Linked DNA regions of Mus musculus: regions 1, 2, 4 and 5 are each linked to region 3. The links are chromatin contacts, called in public Hi-C, HiChIP or PLAC-seq and promoter capture Hi-C maps. All regions are on one chromosome and are shown on one strand. Each heading gives the region's core, a stretch centred on a gene start, on an enhancer-like site or on the middle of the called end of the contact. The rest is flanking DNA. Distances are from core to core; before and after follow the strand shown.

Region 1 (4,553 bases), core at 556-3,055, 680 kb before region 3:
AGATACTGGCTCACTTAGGAAAACATTTATTAAACATGTAGCACATTGATGGGCTGGGCCCCTTCATGTAGAACGCACCCCAAATTTCTGTCTTTCTGGGACTCCCAGTTTGATCTGGGAACAGTGGCAAATATATTAAAAAAAAAAACAGTTCATAGCCACAAAACATCCATGAAAGCCCAAGAAAGGTGTCCCCTCCCCGTTCCCTGATTTCCATGAAGTTAATGATTATGGAAAGACATAAAACGGATTCGCTGGAAATATGTCAAAAAAAAAAAAAATCCAGGCTGGCAGGTGATAGGAACACAGTTACTGGGCAAATCCATAAGGAGAGGGAGTGAGGCTAGAGGCAGAGGAGCCAGAGAGACTTGCTTAAGATTCTGGAAGAAGCTGGGTGGTGGCGGCGCACGCCTTTAATCCCAGCTCTTGGGAGGCGGATTTCTGAGTTCGAGGCCAGCCTGGTCTACAAAGTGAGTTCCAGGACAAAAAAAAAAAAAAAAAAAAAAAAAAAAATCTGGAAGAAGGCACAGAAAATTTTATGCAGTAAACAGCATTCTTGTATTTGGACAGGATTGTGGAGGACGAAACACCAATGATAGGTTGAACCGTCCTTAAATGAAGTCTCATTTAGTGGGGTCAGAGTCCTGAGCAGAAAAAAACAAAAAACCAACCCCAAAAAAAAACAAAAATAAGCCAGAAGGGTTCGGGCTGCAGCTGGATGTAGGTTCTTTCTCTTCAGTGTGATTACCAATTATTAATACCAAAGACTTGTTAAAAGGGCAAACTCTTAGGTTACATTCTAGGTGCACGGAGCCAGAACTAAGAAATCTTTGAGCAAACTCTCCAGGTGATTCTGACGCCACTGCCGTAGCCTGCCAAACACCCCGTGGCAATGCAGTAAGGGATTAGAATTGCCACGACTTGCCTTTAATCTTAAGAAAGAAACAAAACCCTTAAAACTAATGGGAACCGCGGTTTGCTACCTAGGGTAGATTTTTTTTATATAGCGCCCAGAAAACAGAAACAAAGAAAAACAACGATCATGTTGCCCAAAAGCCTTCTTAGATAATTAAGACTTTTTTTATAGAGATCCTGATGTTCTCGTTGCCTAAATTCAGTTCAAAAGTGAGGTGATCATCCCACGTCTTACGAGTTCCTTTTATTCGCTACAAAAACACCCGGAGAAAACAAGGCTAGGATTGCGGGTGGCCCTGTGGAAGCAGTATTTCCGTGCAACCGCCCTTTAGGAAAACACAATTCCCCAATGAGAAACCCCCAAGCGCAGCGGCGGGGCCCGGCCCACAGTCCCGGGCCACGCGGCGTCCCCCACGCACCCCCCGCGGGCCACTGGGCCTCCTCCCAGCCCGCTCAGAAGATAAACAAATCACTCCTGTTTTCCAGTCCTGGAATAAGCGCTGACTCACACAGCACTTTGATCAGCCACGGTCGCCTCAGGAAGGAGGAAAACTGTGCAGATTTTTCCCTCTCACGCGACGGCCCGAAGTGCCGCGCTGACCAATCAGGACTGGGTGGTGGGAACAGCACCAAAGTAGGTAAAAAAATGCGGGTCGCGGTCCCTGAGAGCCGTTTTGAGAGTTCTCGTCGCCAAGCAGAGCACCCGCCCACCGGCATTCGCCCCGCCCACTCCGCGCCGGGGCCCCGCCCCTAGCGGCGCGCACACCTGGCCAGGTGGCGACTTCCATGTATGGGCAAAGGCCGCGCGGTAGGCGGGGCATCGCGTGGTCCCGCCTCCAGGGCAGGGCCAGATTCCCCGGAGCGTCCTGTGTCCACCCTTCACGGAGCAGCAGCCCGGGCGCTCCTCTGGGCGGGGAACCCATGCACTCCCCTTAACTGGAGAGGGGTTTCCAGTTGTCTGGAGACTATTGGGACTCCTGGGTGGGGCCTGTCTGGGGAGGCCGGCCTGTTGCGTAGCAACGGTGGGCGGAGCGAGGGGCGCGCGCAGCCGCAGTCTGGCTGGAACTCGTGCCCGCCCTTAATAAGCTCGAGCTGCCGCGTCCGCCCTGCGCCTGCTCTCCTGCTTTTGCTACCCGGAGGACGAAGGTGCACAGACTTTGCCGTCAGGCTCCTAGCTCTCCTCCCGAAGTCCGCCCCAGCGAACATGGTGAGTGATCCTCGGGCGTGTGCTAAGGGAGGGGTCGGTTCCAAGGCAGCTCCTGGGCGGCATCATGCCCACCGTTCCAGGCCGCCGCCCGGGATCCCCTTCGGCCCGGCCTCGCTGCCTTCGATCCCGAAGTCGGTAGATCCCCGGGATGGGCGGCCGAACCTGAGACCATCCGTGTGGGCGCGGTTTTCTCCAAGGCCAGCTTGGTGACCCGTGAGCTTTTCCAGCCCTTTTTACTGAGAAGGAAAAGGATTTTATTGAACACTCTAGAGGGCGGAGTAATTGCTAGTGAGCGTGATTAAGAACCGGGTGGCCTTGCCGTGGCTTTGTTTGTCGTATCTGGCAATCAGCTTCAGTGGCACTCTCGTTGGGCTTGTCAAGCTTGGCAGTGGCTCTTTTAACCCTTCCCTGCCGGGTCCATTCATCCATGCTAGAAATTTGCCTTTACCTGAGAACAAGGCTTTACCACAACTTTGGGTGCAAGTCCTGGACATGATGTTGTTGCTTTTCAGATGCAAATTTAAAAACTTTCAGAAAGCCCGTATAATTACTCCAGCCCTTTAAAAAGAGAAACATTCGTTGTATTGAGATGGTAGAGATTTTGCTTAATTTACAAACTTCTCTACCTCCAAAGTGTTACTCAAATCGGTTGTAAAACAGTATCTCAACTGGGCGATCAGGTGGAACATTTTGTCACTGTAGTCTGCACAATGTTACCATTTTTGGTCAATGATTTGCTGGCAAGGCCTTGCCTCACTGCTAGAAATACTATCCTGTTGCTACATCTGTGCGCCGGGAAACAGTTGGTACCCACTTATCTGTCTACAGAGTGTTTTCACTGAATAACAACTTTGGTTTTTTCTTAGGATATAGCAACTGGCTTGCAGGTGCAGGCTGGCTCATTAGATTAAATGGATAGTTTTCTTGAAAACGGACCATGCTTAGCTGTGCCTTGATATTAAGTCATGTTTGGGTTTAATGCTATGAGCTACAAATATTTCAGACCTTGAAGTCTGTTGAACCTCAGCAAGATTTTAAGTGTATGTATATGTTGATTTATAGTAAAGACTAAATCCAAAGGTTTTGAGTGCTGATAAACTTTTAAATTTGAGCACTCAGTGTAATAAAGTGAACTGGTGTCTGCTCTCCAGTCTTCTTTTAGTTGAGAATGCAAAAGTATTTAAAACAGGGCCAAACATTCTAAACGTAAAAGCTTGGCTTTAAAGCTTAATTTTTTGTTCGGTGTACATTCAAATAAAATGAAAATAGAGTCTGTTGGATTTCCTGGTACTTGGGGGAGACAAAAATAAAAACTAAAGGTGGGTTCATTCTTACATCCAAGTACTGATATATTTATTATGGTCTGAGGACTTGGGTACGGGAGTGCCACGGTGCTTTGAGGAGCCAGTTTTCCTTTCACTGTGGGTTCTGGGAATTGAACTTAGGTTGTCAGACTTGCCTGGCAAGTACTTTCACCTGCTGAGCCAGTTTGCCAGTTCTGGATATGTTTTAAGAATGAGGAATTTAGAACACAGACTTTACTATGTTTGGTTTTATAAGCACAGAAGATCTCCATTCAGTCCAGCTATTAGAGAATGGGGGGTGGGGCGAAGGGAGAGATAGAGAGATTTTCCTTTATTATCCCAGATTCTAGCACTTTTCTGTATTTGAAACCTTTTTACATTTGGTAGTAGGCTGCTGAGGCAGATCTTGTTCTGTAATTCAGAACCACACGGAACTCACTGTGAAGCCCAAGCTGGACTTGAACTTGAGGCGATGCAGGTGCTAGGATTTCGGGTGTCAAGAACAACACTGGTTTTGTATTTTTATATTTGAGTTGGGGCCTTGGATTAGGCCAGAGTGGCCTGGCATTCTACTCTCTCGGACTCCTGAGTGCGTTTAGTTATCCCTACCCCCTTTCCTCTTTTTGGGGTGGTAATGGGAAGATTAAAGTTTAACTACATATGGGCTTGTTTTAAATTAGAAGAATTACTTCCTGGTACTCATTATGTCTTCTAGAAGCAGTTGGAATAAAGGAAATTGAAATTAGAGAAATGAGATGTCATGTTTTCAAATGTCTCACTACAAAATAATCACAATAAATGTCTATAAAAGCCCCTTTCCACAGGAGGGAAGTGTATCTTCTGTTTGCACATGGCAAACAACATTTCTGTGTGTGTACTGGGTGTGTCAGCTTCCTCATAATGTGCAAAGATTACCAGCCCGCTATAAAATTCCTAGGCGTATTTGCTCAGTTCTACTGGGTACAGCTTGGCACATCGCAGGTAGATTTGGCTCGTCTTTTCTTTAACCAAGGAATGCATTTGCAGCATAGTTTTATGGCCCTCTGGAAAGTTGGGATGTCGTTTTGCCTTGAGCTAGAGTTAAGGAATATGCCATAATCTAACCTTTCACTTAACATAGATGGGAC
Region 2 (4,140 bases), core at 1,224-3,723, 930 kb after region 3:
TAATACCCCAGCTCAGTAAGCTCTTGATTTAACAGGTTTCACTAAGTGTCTACCACATGCTGAACACTGTTCTAAGCACCAGAGAGATACCAGTGGGGGGGGGGGGAAACTGTATCCTAGATTTGGCTACAAGATATAGGATGTTATTAAATATCCAACAAATATGACTAATTGGTAGGTAGGTAAGTAGGTAGGAATGTAGACAGATGGGTGAATGATGGATACCAGATGATGGATAGATGACAGTGGATGGGTAGATAGATGGAGAGCAAGAGGGAAAGAAAGTGCAGTATTAAATTTGGTTTGGGAGCTAGGAAGAAGATATGTAGTATCAATTATGAGTCAATGTTATTAACAAACAAAACAGAATAGGAAGGTTTAGAGTATGCACAATGCTGGAGATGCTAGCCTATAAAGAATTTCCAAGAAGATCACTACCGTAAATGCTGATAGTTCGATGGGGTACAGAATACTCCCTTCCACTCCAAAGAAAACAGTATCACTTCAAATATAGACTGACTCAGATGACACTCGAAATCTGAGACACTTTAAACGGAGAGCGCATACCTTGTGAACAGACAGACCACTGTAGTCCCTGAAATGCATGAGGTGACTTACTACAAAGACACAGATGTCTCTGGTCTATGAGGAGAGAATAACAGTGTTAGTCTGTGACCTCCCTAGGGACATCTCTGCCTGCCTCCTGAGGTAAGACTAGACTGGGTCCTGCCTGAGAAGATGGGTCAGGTCATAAAGGACTTGCCAAGCACACATGAGAAGGTGAGTTTGAATCCCAAACATCTATATGAAAGCTAGTTATGGCAGCATGCACCTATGACCACAGTGCTGAGGAGAGGAAAATGTAGAGGGAGGCAGACATCTTGAACTCTCTGGCCAGCCAGTCTAGTCACTAAGATAGATCTGTGGAGAAAATGTGGCTGCAGGGAAACCAGTGAGAATACTGTGGGCCTCCAGAGGCTTCTGCAGCTGGAGGGATAGCAAGAGGTGGCTGCTGGGCTCAGAGGACTTCCCAGAGGTGACACTAAGAGAGAGGGTGGTGCATTGAAAATGGCGGTGAAGGAAAGCGATAAATCACACAGGACACCAGGACAGTTAGCTTGAACAATGAAAGTGGGCTGCAGAATATTTACCAACTCTATTAGTGGTGATATATTGGCCATGAGAAGTTAGAGCCTGTCTCCACTGAAAATTCTGTGAAGTCAGCAGTTCTCTGTCAGATCCAGAAACACGGGAGGGACACTGAAATAGCAAAATATATTTATTAATCAAAAGTTAACTTTCACTTTTTAAGTTATTATCCTTTAAATTGTTTCAGTGAAAATACCTAGTTCCCCTTTCCCTTTCCTCCCCTCACATGGATCTCAATTCACATCCTCTCTCTTCAATTGTTCTGTTTCTATCCATGCCTAAGTAGTAAATACAGCCTACTCGGTCTGAACCGTGTTCCCTTGTGTGATTTCAGGGAGGACCACTTGGTATTGGATAACCAATTAGGAAGCTCATGCCTACGGGAAACTCCTGCTCTCCTCATCTCTTAGTTGCCTGCATGAGGCCCCACCCATAGACAAACCCACATTTTTAACTAAAAGCTCCATCGTCTATCTGCAACTTTACTTGGTAGCCGTTGTGACTATCAGTCTTCCTCACTAAGCAACTCAGCTATCAAGGAGACATGACACCCATTGACGGAGCTTTGTAGTCAAAATTCTGGCTGATCGGATCCGTACAAACCCTGGGTAGCACTGCCCATCTCAAAAATCAATGTTCATGAATTCCAAATTGACAAAGTTTTACAGACTCCTACCAGTCAGGATTTGGAAGATGGCAAAGCAGGACATAAACAATTGTGATCTACACACTGATGACAATGTCACTTGACCCATCTATTCTATGCCCCACCCCACCCCCAGACACTTCATATGTCCAAACAGCTTAGCTAGCTCTTCATCTCATACGTGACTGCAATACCATCAGGCCATCTTTATTCCAGGCTCTTTGACCTCCAGACAGTCTGTAACATCAGACAAAAAGGACTCAATTTGCAATTTTAAAATAAAGAAGCAGCAGAGTAAACCAAGAGAAATTCTATGAGCTTTCTGGTTTTGTTTTTCTAATGTGGCAAAACCTTTTCTAGAACAGTTATCATCATTGCTGCCAATCTCCATGGACATATGTGAAGAAAATCATGTATGCCCCCACCCCCACCCCCACCCCCACCCCCACCCCCACCCCCACCCATCCCCACCCTGCAGCCTTTCTTTCTGAGTAGATCCACCTCTACATTTAAATGGAAGTCTTAATCCTGGACATGATCCTGACTCTCCAAATGAGGAGAAATAAGTGCTGTTCATTAGCCTTTCTGGCTCATGTGCAGAACACATAGACAGTGGCCTTTGTTAACCAAATATCTGGGTTTTGCTGGCAAAGCAAGACATTCTGTCCTGCCCAGACCCAACAAAGGGCCCACTTTTCTTGTTCATGGCAGGGAGGAGGAGGTCCATCCTCCTTTTCCCACAGGGAGACATACGCAAGTTGCCACTCCTTGGGAAATGAGGAGGAAATCTGGTCTGAGTAGGCTTTATTTGTTTGTGACTCTTTTTCCTCCAAGACCAAGTTGGGGCTGCAGTTGGAACATGGAAAATGAAAACTGGAGCATGTGGTGCAGGGGCCAGCAGTGGGGAGACTGGGGCTGTGGCAGAATGGCTCGTCCTTACCCCGTGGCCTTCTCAGATCATTCACGGATCTCTGTCACGATGCCGTAAACCTGATTTTTGTTTCCACTCTGGCTGTCTTTGATTATTGCAGCATGCAGCTTCCAAAGACACGTGTCCTGCCTCCCCACCGAATCATTTATTTTTCCTTTTTAAAAAACAATATACAACTGTCTCCTGTTCCACGTTATTATCTGTTTTTATTGTAAATTAAGAACATCTTTTTTGTTAATCACTAATCTTTTGGGGGATCTCAGTGGAGTTAATGGAGAACGATATGAATTAACTCATTGCATCCTTACACTGATCCTATAATGTAGAGACTGTGTTTTTCTCACTTTACAGATAAGAAAACAGAACTCAGAAAGGGAAGGAGAGAAACTTGCCCCAGACCGTGCATTCAGGGAAAGCAGAGTTAGGACTCAGAGCTTAGCAGTTTGCCTGCAGAATGTGTGTTCTTCATGTCTGAAGAGCAAACAGAAGCTGGTGCTAAGGGACCTCCTTGCAGGAGCTCCAGAAGCACACATCTCATGAAAGAAGAGGTATCCTAGACTGTCACATTCTTCTCCATGGTCTAGAAGATAATTTGTCTGGGGTGCCCTTGAACCCCTTTGTTAGGGAACCTCCTGCAGAAAATGCTGAGGCTGGCTCCCCAGGTGGCCAGTCATCTCTGCATGAAAAACAAGATCACATCACGGTTCCTTTTAGAACTCAGACTCCATCCTGAGCTACGTTTATATGTGCCCCAGTGGTGGAGTAAAGGCATGATTGAAATATGGCAGTGGATAAAAGGGATTTCTGAAGCCTTTTCTGATACTGATACCTAATTCTGCTACATTCTAGTGACTTTGAAAGTCTGTCACAAAGATCAGAGTCCTCACATTGTGTTAATGATGGTAGCCAGGATTCTGCTTGCCAGTGGACAGTCTCTTAGGAGAGTCAACTCTGTTCTGGGAGCATGGAGAAAAGACTAGAATGAGGCAAACAAGTGATTTTTTTTAGACGAGCTGAGGAGGGTCCCTTGGGGGACCCTGGTGAAGTGTAGTTTTTTTTCTCAAATCCACATTTCCTCCACAGTCCTGGGATGCTTTGGCCATGCTCACTGTGAAGGCTCAGGCCCAGTGGAGTGTTGCTGAGAGGATGCCTCAATGCTCTTGAAGGAAAGTAGTAACCCAAATCAAAATAAGAAATAGTTACTTTTAAGGAAGTGAGGGCAAGCCCCCATTCCCCCCCCCCATTTGCCTGGCCAGGAGCTCTGGCTATTGACTCTGCCAGCTCAGCCTCGATGAACCATACACAGATAAGAACACAGCATTCCCTAGACCTACATAAATTCTCCGTGGGCAGTTAGGCCCCAGGAGCACCCCTAATAAGAACCTTCACATTCTCTTGAAATCTCTCAAGGATC
Region 3 (4,380 bases), core at 1,535-4,034:
AGTCCTCAGCACTCAGGAAACCAGCAGCAGGTACCTTACAAAACATCTCCCATCTTTAGAGATTTTACAGACACGGAAGGGCGAGAGCTAAGGGAGTGGGGCGTCTGGCAGGACAGAGCAGGACAGAAGTCTAGGATAAACTGCTAGACTTCTACTCTCATGGGGCAATAGAATACTGTAAGAGCATAAGGGGCTGGAAAGATGGCTCAATGGTTAAGAGCACTGTCTGCTCTTCTAGAGGACCTGGGTTCAATTCCCAGCACCCACATGGGGGCTCACAACAATCTCTAACTTCAGTCTGGGGGTGTCTGATTTCCTTTTCTGGTAGAAACTACTTAGAGCAAACTAATTTTTTTTTCTTTTTTAATTAGGAAGAACCAAATTAATAATATTGTAGATCAGTTATTTAGAGAAAGGTCTTTAATCAAATATGAATCATTTGTAATGAAACCACAATTATAAACAGTGCTTTGCTGGATCAGTGGGCTCATACCAACTCAAAGGGAGTTATTGTTATCCTACTAATAACTTTCTCCCTTTTCTTTTTTTCCTGGCCAGGATGTACCAAAGTTCATGCATAATACAGTCTTCTCCCATTTTATTTATTTTGTGTGCACGTCTGTGAACATGCATTTGCATGTGATATAGGGTGCATGTGGAGCTCAGAGGACATTTAGTGATGTCAGGGAGAGGTCTGGGGATCAAACTCAGGTCATTAAAGGCAGCAAGTGCCTTTTCTTTTTCTTTTTTAAAAAAAGATTTATTTATTTATTATATGTGAGCACACTTCAGCAGTCTTCAGACACACCAGAAGAGGGCGTTGGATCCCATTACAAATGGTTGTGAGCTACCATGTGGTTGCTGGGAATTGAACTCAGGACCTCTGGAAGAGCAGCCAGTGCTCTTAACTACTGAGCCATCACTCCAGCCCCCAGGGAGTGCCTTTACCCATTGAGCCAGACTTTTTTCCCTGGATGTGAAAAACTGACTACTTGATAGAATGTTCCTGATTTAGGTTTTTTAAACAATTAGATGCAGAGTCTCCTGCAGTGCAGTTTGCATTTCGATTGTACAGTTCCACCCTTGAACTGATGCTCCTGCCTCTCTACCTCCTGAGCGCTGGGATTCCAGGTAAGTGTTGCCATCCCTGGCTTATATGATGCTAAGGGCTGAACCTAGGGCTTCCTACATGGTAGCTAAGTACTATGTTCCACTGAGCTACACTTCTAGCCCCAGGTTAAGTTTTGTTGTTGCAGAATTACCACTGTATCCTTCAATATCAGGAAGCATGTGACTGACACCCATTGATCTTGCTGCTGCTGCTGCTGGTGGTATCCTTGACAATTTAACTCATGCAATTTTGCATTCACTATTTAATATTTAAGCATAATATAAAAGGCTCCCAGTCCTTAGCACAACTGACTCCATAAAACTCAGTATGTAGATAGTACCACTTGCCAGAGTGAAAAGGAAGACCGAATCTATCAAATGCACTAAGCTTGCCTTTTGACTTCTGTAATTGCTTTAGCCTAACTGTGCTTATTAACTGAAGTATGTCAACCGAGGAATTTTTTTTTTTTTTTTGCTTAAATGCTCACTCTAAAAGAATCTGAGCTTTAATGAGATCCTGAACACCCAGTGTAGTTGCCAGTTGGCTAATAAAGACTTTCTACTGGCTTAACCCCGGTCTGAGTAGTCTTATCTGATGGATACCCCACAATAATACACATTTCTAGGCCTTTTTTGTTTTTGTTTTTGTTTTTTTGGGGGGGTGAGGGGGAAAGCAACATCTCACTCTGTATTTCATGCTGGCCTTGAACTTCAGCGTGATCCTCATACTGCAGCCTCCAGAATGCTTGGATCACAGATGTTCAACCACCATTCCTTAGAGTATTTCGGGCCAAATAACAGTTCTATCAAATTGCTTTCTAACAAATGCTTTTCTGAATCTGCTAATCCTGGAAGAGGCGTTCAAAGCAAAGACACTCTGAAATGGGTGAACTTTTTCTGATACTCCTATTTCGTTTTTAAGGGAAAGTCTCATTACATTGCCCACATTGGTGGTCTTGAACTCATGGACTTAAAACACTTTCCCGCTTCATCTCAAGTAGCTGGGACTATCTCCCCCCCCCCCCATTCTTCTTTTTCTTTGTTTAATTATAAACACATGGACTACCACTGGACTATGAAGATGTTATTTTTTAGTGATGAAAACTTAGTACAGTAATAGCTATACAGTTCTTTGCAGCCATCTAAGCATCTTTACAGCCCATCCAAATTTCCTAACAACCCTATGATAGGGCTAAGTATTAGATTTGTATTAGGAAGGAATTAGAATTCTAGACTGATAGACCTATTAACTATTGTGTCTAAGGTAAATCAATAGTTATGTAGTTAAATGGCTATGTTAGCAGCAGGTCCTTTTGTTTTTAGCAACAGGATTGCTGCTGAGGCTACAGAACAAGTGAAGATTTTGGAAAATCTGTGACCGGAGGATTGGAAAAGAGGGAGAAAAGCAGGAAAAAAACTTAAGGGTAAAACTGAAAGAGAAAGAAACTGGAGCAGAAATTAATGAGTGTCTGGACATAGTGGAGACTAGGCTGGCAGTTTGGGACTATAGTGCTTAAGAAGGAGTTCAGGGGTGGATAGGGCGGCGCCTACCACAAATGGACTAGGTTATGCATAGGTGACAGGTGAGGGTGATTGACATGGGCGGGGCCAATTGGATAGGTGTGGCCGACGTGGGCGGGACGCAGCTCTGTGGAATGGGTCCTCACGGAGCTCTTCCGGTGTTGCCGGTAGAGGGCGCCGGTCGAGGAGCCACCGGCGGAGTCGCAAGGTCTGACCACACAGCAAATTCCAGTCGCTACAGCCGCCGCCATGAAGGCCGTGGTGCAGCGCGTCACTCGGGCTAGCGTCACAGGTCAGTCGGGCGGGCCGGGGAGAGAGCAGCCTCTGACCCCCGCGACCCGCTGTTCCGTGTGAGGGTTCCCCGCAGCCCCGAGTTACCGGGCAGCCTCTGGGCAGCGCCGTGGCCGAGAAGATCCGGCACGTGCCTGGCCGCTCATGGGTTCAGGCTCCGTGCTTTCGTTGCTACATAAACCCTCATCTCCGTCGTCATCACCATTATAATCATCATCATTATCTTTGTGAGTGTGTGTGTGTGTTCCTCACAGACAAGGTGCCAGAACCTGTGAGCATCCCCAGGGCCCGTTGTTGAATGCACTGTTGCACAAACAACACATAGGGGAGATTTCCGGAGCGGAATCGCTCGTTTATCCACCGCTCTGTCTGAGATGTAGCATTTTAACAACCCCCTTTTGCATATCTTTTCTTTTTAAAATAGAACTTGGCTCATGATAAAATGGACAGACGGAGGAATTGCTAATTGTTTGAGCTCTGGCAGCTTTGAGCAAATATCTGCTGGCATCCTCACTGGGTGCAGAACATCCCTTGCTTGCACCTGGATGTCGGTCTCTGAACCTTCAGCCATGGGTCAGAACCACAGAATTCAAGATGACGTGCTTCTCTTTCCCATTAATTAATATAGACCCAGATGCTCAGCCATTAGCCATCAGTTGAATGTGGGAGGCTAGTTGAAATATTCAGGATCCAGCTACTGTAGTTATTTGAAAAGTGTTAAAAAAATAGAAACGACTGGTGCCATTCTTTTAGTCTTTTAAGTTAAAGAAATAAATACATTTATTTATTTGGTGTGTGTGTTTCTGTGTGTAACAGGCCAGAGAACAATTTAGATGTGCCACCACCATGTGGGTCCTTGGGATTCAACTCATGGAATTAGGCTTGGCAGCAAGTCTACCCATCACTCATTTAGCTAGCTTGCTTTCTCTCTTTCTTTCTTTCTTTCTTTCTTTCTTTCTTTCCTTTTCGAGACAGGGTTTCTCTGTTTAGCCTTGTCTGGCCAGGAACTCACTCCGTAGACTAGGCTGGCCTTGAACTCACAGATCCACCTGCCTCTGCCTCCCAAGTGCTGGGATTAAAGGTGTCTACCACCATTGCCCAGCTGTGTTTATAGAGGCAGAAGTACATTTTCAGGTCAGATGCCAAGGCCTGTAGTCACAGCCACTTTGGAGGCTGGGGAAGGAGCTGTGTTGAGCCCAGGAATTGGACAACAGAAAGCAGATTGGACAACAAAAGAGTCTCTAAGATTCCCCCTCCTCACCAAAGCTTCAGATCAAGCAATACAGATATCTTTTTCTTTAAACCATTTTATACTAAATACATGGTTTTGAGTTTAAAGCTAGACCCAAGACTCCTCCCCAACCAAGTAGCCAAACCACATATTTAGACTCGAGAGTCCACCTTCTAATCCTGCTTAATGAGTTGCAAGCTGTTCTGTTAACTTTGGTTTTGGAAATC
Region 4 (4,618 bases), core at 1,950-4,449, 570 kb after region 3:
CTTCACTTGCTTGAAAGATTGTTCTGTGTTACCGAGTGGCATGGCAGGGAATCACTTCATCGGGTAGGAGGCTACTTTTATTCCCTCCTCCTCTGCCCCTTTCTTCAAAACCCTGGCTTGTCTGTTTGACACAACTGGCAACTGTTTGGTGTTATGGAGACACAACCTTGCTTTGTTGTGGAGACTGCCCTGTCAGGTCTGGGCACTGTGGGTGAGGGGAGATCAGAGAGTTGGAAAGACTGCAGGGATGCCCAAAGATATGCCTTGTCTTGACACAGGGGAGGTCCCACCCACCGGCTGATGAAAGATAACAAGTCAGTGTTATCACAGGAGGGAGGGGCTGTTGTTTGTCACTGTTGTTCATCGTGCTTCATTTGAGATAGTTTCACTATGTAACTAGGGTGACCTGGAACTATGTTTATAGCCCAGACAGACTTCAGATTTGCCACCCTTTTGTCTCAATCTCTCAGGAGCTGGGATCACAGACATGTATCCATACACTCAGTTTCCTGGGAAGGCTTTTGATTTTTGTTGTTGTTGGTAGTGCAATGGCAGGGCTGTGAAAGCAATAGAGTTGTTTCTATTTCCTACATGAACTCTGCACACAACTACCAAGTGAAGTGCTTATGGAAGTAAAAGCTCGGGCGGGGAGGGCAAGCCCTGCCTCCAGCCAACATGGAGACTCTATAAACACACCTGCTTCATTCTTGGAAGGGGAAAGAGCCCAGTGCCCCCAAGGGTCAAGCTCTGTTCTCCAAGCAAGCTCCTTCTAGGATAGAACTGTTGGTGTGGGATTTTCATCTTGAGCACACACTAGCTGTGAGACCAAGTGTGAAACTGACTAGGGAATAAAAGGCAGCAGCCATGTTGGAATTCGTGAACTTCCTGATACTGAAAGATCATAACCACGTTCTTCATTCTGGGTCCTGCTTCTTTCAAACATCTGTCTCCCAAACACAGAGTCAGACAGATAACATAAAAAAATAAATGGATAAATAAATAAATAAATAACAAACATCAAGGCTGTCTCCCCTCCTCTTTGGTTTTGATAGGGCACCAAGAGATTGCTCTATTCTATACTTACCTGATGGTAGGGATGGAGAAAGAGATAAAGGACCGCCCTGATCCCTGCAGAGATGCCTTCACCATAGGAATTAGTGAGCCTGTCTGAGCTAAGGTACTACTGTCAGGAGGGCATCAGAGATCCCCACCTTCTGCTCCCAGTGATGTCTGGCAGCTTCCAGAAGCTATCGATCTTGCTGGTGCTTTATCTCATTATCCCCTCTTACTCGGAGATTTCTCAAAACAAATATCAACTAGCAGAGTCCTTTCTTTGGGGCATGGGAGTCTACCCTGTCTTCCCGAGAATCATCAGTTTCTAGTCTTCCCTATTGTCCTCCCGTTTCCTTACACACATGCTCACCAACCCCCAGATCACACATTTCCTTCTGTCTATGATAGTTTCTACCCCACGATGAGTTAGTGTTCATTCCCCGACTCAGCATTTTCCAGATCCCCATCTCCCACCCACCTCCCTGCCTTCCACTAGAGACACTATATGAGTGTCTTTCCTAACAAGTCGAGATTACTCTGAATTCCTCAAGGGTCACCACTATCAAGAAGGCTTGATAGTGGTGACAGAATTGGAGAATTCTCCATGATGCTCCAATCTGGATGAACTTGAAGAGTTTGCGTTCCTCCTTTGTTACCTGGTGACCTAAGCAAAGACTCACCTAGCCATTGCAGGGAAGGTGCTCTGGATATGGGGCAGCCAACATAGGAGTGGGAGGGAATAAACACATGGAAAGCAAATTCTGCTCTTCAGCAGAAAACAAACCACCTGTGATCACTTTCCATGTCTCCAGATGTTGTCAGGGGACATCTGACACTATATGGGATGGAAGGTCACTCACAGTTGATCCTGTGGGTCCCTTGTGACCTGGGCAGGGAGAAGTCTCTATGGAGTTTCCCCACTTCCTCCCAACTCCCGAGGGCTAGATTGCTCAGGCCCAAGAGCCATCCAAACATATATCTGATTTCTAGGACCATCCTTTTGGAATAAGACTTAAGTTTAACCACCACTTGGAAACACATCTCTTCTTCCCTTCCTCTGGGGTCGTGTGTCTTCCATCCTGCAGGCAGGTACCTGGGATGAGGCTAGGGAAGTCCAAGCCCCTGGGAGTGAACCCCTGGGATCACTAGGTGCCCTTTTCAATGGTACTGCAGATAGGGGTGGGGATGTCAGCCTCTACATCTTTAATAGGCAGGGGCAGAAGAACTCGAATTAGGGAGTTGGGGCCTAGGGCTCTAATCTTGGGGGAGGGGTGGACTGATTGTCCTTGTAGAAGGCCAAGAGTCTCCCTCCTAGGGAACTTACTAGGGCCCCCTCAGGTTCAGCCACACACTGGACTTGCTTCAGCTCCTCAGAGAGCGAAATGTGAACCCTAGCCAGAGGGGGAAGCCAGGACAACCCTAATAAGCCAAACCCCCCCAGGAGGCCAGTTTCAGGACTTGAGCCTGGCTCACCGGGATCCCCACCAGGGGGCAGAGGGGAACCCCTGAGGCCAGCGGCAGGAGGCAGGACCAGTGGCTAGGAATTGGCCACCTAGCACACTCTAGACGCTCTAGCTTAAGGCAACGGATGGAAGAGGGCCAAGGAAATCCTTCTTTTCTCTGAAAGTTTCAGGCCAGTCCTCCTTGGTGGAGATCTGTCTATCCACATCCCGCCTAGCGGGCCTCCCCCACCGCACCGCCTCTTTCTCTGGGCACCAAAGGGTTGAAGGGCTGTGCACCGGGCTCCCTCCACAGCCCAGTCTCCTCCCTGCGCCCCCTCCCCGCGGTGCTGGCCAGCGACTCATAGCATCCCGGGCGCTGTCCCCCTCCCGTGCGCAGCCCCCCTGCCGCCGACCCACCGTGGGGTACGGGAAGCTGCGCTCACTCTAGCTGTTGGCGCGCTCCGGCCGCCGCTCGGCTCCGAGTCCCCCACCCACCCACCCCCGCGTGGACACTGGAGTGCGACCCCGAGCTGCACTCCCGCAGCCTGAGGTCAGGGCCTGCTTCGGGTGGCCAGCGGCCGGCCCTCCTCTCGCCGGTCCTTCCCCGCTCCTCCTCCACCGCCCCCGCCGCCCCCGCCTCCCGGCCGCCCCCGCCGCCGCCGCCCCAGGCCGAACGCGGGCGCGGAGCGTGGGAGCCATGGCGCGCGAGCAGGAGAGGGACCCCGAGCGCAGGGAGGCGGCGGTGCGGGCGAGCGGCGAGGAGGAGGAGGCGGCGGGGGAGGAGGGACTGAGCGATAGCGACGAGGGCGACGGCGTGGAGACCGGCAGCGGCCGGGAGGAGGGAAAGCAGGAGGCGGCGGCCGGGTGGGAACGCAGCGAGGACGCGCGGCTGCTGCGCGCAGGGCTGCCTCCTGCCGCCGTCCCCGCCGCGGCCGCCCGCGACCCGAGCGGACGCCGCCCGCCAGGGACGCCGCCCGGCTGTCCGAGGATGCCGCCGCCGGGCGACCAGGACTGCGCGCGCCGCCGCAGCCGCCGCCGGCGGAGGGACCTTCTGCTGAGCCAGCTTTGCTTCCTGGCCTCGGTGGCGCTGCTGCTCTGGTCGCTGTCGAGCCTGCGAGAGCAGAAGGGTGAGTGCTCGCCGCCTGCCCCGAGTGGGCGCTGCGGCTCCAGCAGTTCGGGCTCTCGGGGCTCGGTGCCCGGCGAGCTGCGCTGGGTCCAGCCACACCGAACAGGCACGGGGACACTCCGGTCTCTTGCGGGGCTAGGGAGGAAGGGGTCTGGGCTCTAGGACTGCAGCGGTGGAGGAGTGACCCCTTGGGCACCAAGAAGACCTTTTCCTCTTGCCTTCTGCCCCTTTCCCACAGCCTGGCTGGTAGTGGCGGCGGTGACAGGGAGGGACCCTTTCACTACCAAGGCTAGTAATAAAGTTGTTCTGACAGCAATCAGTACCTGTGCAGGTAACCAACCACCTGTACTCCTGGCTTACTGAGGGAATGCAGGGTAGGCTGACCAGCTCACAGCCGGTTCTCCACGTGTTCTCCACACAGAACAGGTGGGGTGGGCAGTGGAGAATGCTCCTTGCCATCTTTGCGATCCAAGAACAGGTGCTGGGAACTTACTTCCGTTAGGAGAAAGTGATAGCTACCAGTCAGGGTTTAGGAATGGGCATGCTCCCTTAAAGGGTTGCTCAGCAGGAACACATGGATTCATTTCTCAAGGCTGGCTTGCTTCCTTTCACCGACTTGATGCTGGGGGCGGACCACTCTATGCTGCCCACTTTTTCCTTGGTGCTTTGGCTGGTGGTGCATACACACGTGTACACACTTGTACACACACACACACACACACACACACACACGATAGTTTGGTTTTATCTTTGCCCTTGGCTTTTTTTGGAGCTAAAATAGACATTGGGGAGAAATGTGCTCAAAACAGTTGTCCATTGGAAACAATTTGGACTCTGGGGTGCAGCTGTGTAAGAAAAAGAAACAAAACAACCTCACAGAAAGGAAAGACTTGAAAGAATAACGGTCGTAAAATGATTTCTTATCCTGGCTTTTCGAATATCAGGGTTTGTGGGGAAGCAGACAAATAAATGATTGTGGGGTAAAACAGTTACAGCT
Region 5 (4,296 bases), core at 1,284-3,783, 510 kb after region 3:
AATATTTCCAACTCTACGTCGTATGATTATTGGTGATATAAAATTTATTCTATTCGATGAGCTTTAATTCCTGTATTTTCAGCAATAGGCATCAGATAAAAGGCTTCAATTTCTTCAAGGATAAAATATGTCTTTAAGAGTCTACTGCACCAACTATGTACAAGAGGTTCAGTAAATAATTGTGAGTTCCCTTAAGTCCTATCTATGTGCAAAGTGTTTAGGTAAGTTCAAAAATGCCCGTGCCTATATCTGTGACCATGAGTGATTGCATTATGCCGAATGGCTTTCTTAGGTCTAATCAGGAGGGAAGTAGCAGTTTATTGGAGAAGTGGTCTTAGGAAAGAGAAAGGGGAAACAAGACAAAGAATAAAAGAAAGCTGTCTTAGTTAGGGTTTTACTGCTGTGAGCAGACACCATGATCAAGGCAAATTTTACAAAAAACAACATTTAATTGGAACTGGCTTACAGGTTCAGAGGTTCAGTCCATTATCATCAAGGCAGGAACATGGCAGCACCGAGGCAGGCATGATGCAAGCAGAACTGAGAGTTCTTTATTTTAATCTGAAGACTACTAGCAGAATACTGGCTTCCAGGAAGCTAAGATGAGAGTCTTATAACATACACCCACAGTGACACACCTACTGCAACAAGGCCACACCTTCTAATAGTGCTACTCCCTGGGCCTAGCATATACAAACCATCACAAAAGCCAACATTGCGTATGTTGTTTACTGCACTTTGAGGTAACTGGGACAACGATGCTGGGGTATTTGTCTATTTCTATCTGCTTTTGGTTTAAGGCTGTTCCAAAGGGGTATCAACTCCTTAGTGCTTCCAATCTACTTGTGCCCAGGCACGGCAGTTCTGGGTATCAGATATGGCCTTTGACTTGGCAACGACCAAAACCACTTGTAGTTGGAAAGACCTAGTGGATCAGCATTCACAGGAATAGTGAGTTTTGAGAGGATGTGGCCAGGCATCACCAGCATCCACAGCCACTGCACTGTCTTTACTTTAACTTAACTTTTTATGTCTTGCTATGTATCCAAAGCTGGCTTAGAACTCACAGTCCTCTTAAATAAGCTTCCTAGAATTACAGGTAGATACCACCTTGCCTGACCAGTCTGTTACCTACCCATCTGCATCTTTATCATTGAGGCAGGGTCTCCCTTTGTGCTGTGGATGCCCTAGAACTCAAACTTGTTACAGTCATTATGCTTCCATTTCCTGAGTGCTGGGATTACAGGCATGCTTGCCACTCCCAGCTGTACTCTGCCTTCTTGGTAAGTATTGCCCCGCCAAGGTTAACCTACAGCTTTCTTGGTAAGCATACAACCGAGATTATTGGGTTTACTTGTAATGCTCCATGTGATATTATTGAAAACCACTCTGACTAAACCAATGAGAAGTTTTAGGTCCTTTTTATTAATGGCCAGACCAACAGTGGGCTTGTGTCTCTGAAAGTCTACTGGTGTCCAAGCTCAAGGATACAGAGTTCTTAAAGGCAAACCTCACAAAGACCATAACCTATATCAAAGTTAATTGATGGTTAGAGTAACCTTGAAATGTTTATCCCTGACTGAGCATAGTAGCTATTTTAGATATAACTTGTCAGTTCTTTTGGTTAATGCATCCAGACTGTGGTCAAGGCTATGGAAATCTCAGATATGTTGCTAAGGCAGATGTGACCATTGGGTGGGAGGTGGGTAGAGGGGCTGAGAACTATCTAAGTTATATGAAATGAAATCAGAACAGGATGGTGTTACCTTATCTATTTTGTAGATACAGAGCATGAGCAAGGGGTTGCTTACAGAAGTCTGGATGACCCTCAAATATCCATGTTTTAAAATCTTCACTTTTCACAGATCGTGGCTCCTCACAGACACCAAGAAGGATGTCATAACTCTACTTCACCTTTACCAGCTTATGCACTTTAATATCTCCAGAGTCCCTGTGAACACCCAGTATTAAGTCAGACAAGTGGCAGACAAGTGGCTGGAATCCCAGGTTAGGGTCCAATGACCCTTTCTATCTCTTCCTTCCTGAAGGCATCATCAGTCATCAACAGCTCATGACTGTCTCTTGCAAGCAACTGATCCAAGGAAGGTGGAAGCTCCTTTGCTTAGAGAAACCTGTTCTATAGCACCTGGCTATGGTATGGTTCCTGTTTAAGTGACTATCCATGATTCTGGGAACAGTCAAAGCAAAGGTGTGAAATCTGGGCCAGAGAAATTGGAAAATGTACTATGAATCCATGAGAGCAGAACTGAGAGATATTTATTTATGCATTTGGCAAAGGTCTTCTTATTTTTTACCGAGCATTTGAGCTCTTCTACATATAAGGAAGAATTTTATCAGCCCAACTAGTCTATAAAATCCTTCACAACTCATTTTATGGTGTGTTTGAAATACTTCAGGCTAAGTTATTTGTTGATAATTTGTCTTTTCTTTTTGATGTCTCAGCCAGGGATTATCTTCCCCAAAATAGGATTGCTAACTTTTTGAAGACCTGTGACCATTGTTTGTTAGCAGGACACATAAATATCTATTTATTGGTGTGAAGCTAGTAGCAGCCAAGGTCTGTATCTTACTTAGGCTTAGTAGAAATAAAGACTTTCAAAACGAGAATCCTGAGTTTCTGAATCTTAGGATTCAGCAAACAGCTCTAGCCATCCAGCCAGTTCAAGATGAAATGTTCCCATTTCTTCCCATGAAAGTAGCCTAGGCAAATGTTCTCTGGTGTCTTGTCCTGGTTGGTTGGAAAATGGTTCAGTGGTTCGCACTAATTGTCAGCCCAGACTCCTGAGTTAGAAATTCAGGGAATCTCTTTATTGGCCACCGAATGATTGGAGGGGTTGCAACCTCTATAGCTTTCCTGGGCCTTTTAGTTTGTTAAATTCTTTCAGGAAAACAAGAACAATTAATTGCTTAAAAGATAATGCCAATTAGCTACAACAAATGGTTATGGCGTCCTAAAATAAAGTTTCCCTGTGTTGATGAGCTAGCACGCTCCAGCTCTTTAGCCAGGCTCTCTGCCTACTTTTGGGGGAAACTTTTTAGGGTAAGGTAAATGATACATGTGAAGAAACCACTCCATGGTCAGGTTTAGTTAAGAGATTGGACATTAAGAGAAATGAAGGGCAATTTGACATTAGAGGATTCATGGAGAATGTCAGCTACGGCTTCTTCACAACATGCTAGGGCTACCTGCTGGCTCAGAAAAGGCAAGCTCTACTAACAGAGTCTGAAGAGTCCTGTGCTCAGAAGAACTAAAGAAAATCACTGTGTATATGTGTTGTTTATTTAAGATGGAAAAGCTTGTTGAAGGCACGGTAACCTGTGGTTCTCTACTGGTATATGCATACACTTGTTTGTTTAAGAATTCTGGTAGAAGGTAGAAATGGAAGAAGACATTCTTGTGCTTGCTGATGTTACTCCTGGAACTCCGGGGGAAAGAGGTCAGTAGTCTTTCTTATTATTTTATCAGTGTGTCCTGTTCTCCTCCACCCTGACTCCCTTGTCCCACATCAGTTACTTTCCCCAAACCAAGCTCTGCACTTATGCCTGCTGGCCATCCCGTCGGAGCCATGGGGCAGAAGAGGAGAGTGATGGATGCCTTTAGAGGGAAGCAGAAACTGAATCCATTCTACAGCCAGAAAGGCCATTTGCTCCTGGTGCTGTCTTTAGCCTGCCACTAAGTGTTAGGGTTTCCCATGCTGTGAACTGTGATCTACTCTGGGGCTGGGTATAATATCCCCACAGAAGGGGGTATGGGAAAATCAAGCAAAATTAAGAGCTTTTAATACGTGTAAGCCTACAACAAAACATAAAAACAACTTCACAGAAAGCCCACCCATAGCCTTCTCTGTAGGACTATACTGCACTGTATCCCACAGGGCATTCATTAAGGTACAAGAAGGGATTTGGGAGGTTGTCCAATTCACTTTCTTCTTTCCAAATGCATGGATTAAAAATCCTGGTATTTTGAAGTTCTGATAATGAACTCAATTCTCAATCCACTTTATGATATTTAGTATTTGACTAATAGTTTGCTAGCCACACAGTGGCTAAAACTTTCATTGGGCCAAACACCACAGAGCTCGGCCTTCATAGGACATTCAGGAAGAAGCCATAGTTTGAAACATACACCAGGGTTCGCTATCGAACTTACATTTTTATGAAGCAGCAGTAATAATACTGGGAATGATCCCACCTGGATTCTCCAGTGTTGAGTGTGTGTCATTGGCTGTACATCAAAGACTGCAAAGCTAGACTTGGAGGTGAGCTTGCAATATC

Evidence for each region. Promoter capture Hi-C pulls out the DNA fragments that hold promoters and counts their contacts. A called contact is a pair of places that touch in the nucleus more often than the background predicts. HiChIP or PLAC-seq counts read pairs in DNA pulled down with a chosen protein or histone mark.
Region 1: a promoter capture Hi-C map of pre-B cells shows a contact between it and region 3. The contact joins the promoter of Dstn here to the promoter of Dtd1 in region 3. A contact is called at or near these places in 11 of 39 promoter capture datasets (the C10 cell line, the HPC-7 cell line, cranial neural crest and 6 more), 1 of 484 Hi-C or Micro-C datasets (CD4 T cells), 3 of 115 datasets of contacts at active chromatin or transcription factors (embryonic stem cells, extraembryonic endoderm stem cells and large pre-B cells) and 1 of 9 other capture datasets (liver).
Region 2: an H3K4me3 HiChIP or PLAC-seq map of forebrain shows a contact between it and region 3, with 7 times the contacts expected there. The contact joins the enhancer-like site here to the promoter of Dtd1 in region 3. A contact is called at or near these places in 6 of 39 promoter capture datasets (cranial neural crest, frontonasal cranial neural crest, liver and 3 more), 5 of 115 datasets of contacts at active chromatin or transcription factors (VIP interneurons, embryonic forebrain, embryonic limb bud and 2 more) and 2 of 9 other capture datasets (embryonic stem cells and macrophages).
Region 4: a contact with region 3 is called in a promoter capture Hi-C map of embryonic stem cells, with 4 times the contacts expected there. The contact joins the promoter of Slc24a3 here to the promoter of Dtd1 in region 3. A contact is called at or near these places in 6 of 39 promoter capture datasets (cranial neural crest, embryonic stem cells, hippocampal neurons and 3 more), 1 of 15 datasets of contacts at CTCF or cohesin (pro-B cells), 3 of 484 Hi-C or Micro-C datasets (all in uterus), 10 of 115 datasets of contacts at active chromatin or transcription factors (VIP interneurons, astrocytes, bone marrow-derived macrophages and 7 more) and 1 of 9 other capture datasets (macrophages).
Region 5: a contact with region 3 is called in a Hi-C map of uterus, with 5 times the contacts expected there. The contact joins the enhancer-like site here to the promoter of Dtd1 in region 3. A contact is called at or near these places in 4 of 39 promoter capture datasets (the C10 cell line, cranial neural crest, embryonic stem cells and 1 more) and 3 of 484 Hi-C or Micro-C datasets (all in uterus).

Annotation. Positions count from the first base shown.
Region 1 is chr2:143,913,526-143,918,078 of GRCm38.p6, forward strand. It overlaps Dstn (destrin), which reads left to right and starts at 1,806. Exons shown (of 4, transcript NM_019771.2): 1 at 1,806-2,122. The coding sequence starts at 2,120. It also overlaps a transcript of Bfsp1 not described here.
Region 2 is chr2:145,528,593-145,532,732 of GRCm38.p6, forward strand. All of the region lies in intron 6 of Slc24a3 (solute carrier family 24 (sodium/potassium/calcium exchanger), member 3), which reads left to right. Among named protein-coding and RNA genes, the nearest start is that of Gm14092, 24 kb to the right of the region's middle. Within about 2 kb of position 2,474, at least 28 of the 459 cell types and tissues checked have an H3K27ac peak or open chromatin away from gene starts, as enhancers often do. A contact at or near this core is called in VIP interneurons and forebrain, where this site is marked.
Region 3 is chr2:144,597,169-144,601,548 of GRCm38.p6, forward strand. It overlaps Dtd1 (D-tyrosyl-tRNA deacylase 1), which reads left to right and starts at 2,785. Exons shown (of 6, transcript NM_025314.3): 1 at 2,785-2,923. The coding sequence starts at 2,881.
Region 4 is chr2:145,164,576-145,169,193 of GRCm38.p6, forward strand. It overlaps Slc24a3 (solute carrier family 24 (sodium/potassium/calcium exchanger), member 3), which reads left to right and starts at 3,200. Exons shown (of 17, transcript NM_001356497.1): 1 at 3,200-3,622. The coding sequence starts at 3,484.
Region 5 is chr2:145,109,423-145,113,718 of GRCm38.p6, forward strand. No RefSeq gene overlaps it. Among named protein-coding and RNA genes, the nearest start is that of Slc24a3, 56 kb to the right of the region's middle. Within about 2 kb of position 2,534, at least 1 of the 459 cell types and tissues checked has an H3K27ac peak or open chromatin away from gene starts, as enhancers often do. A contact at or near this core is called in uterus, where this site is marked.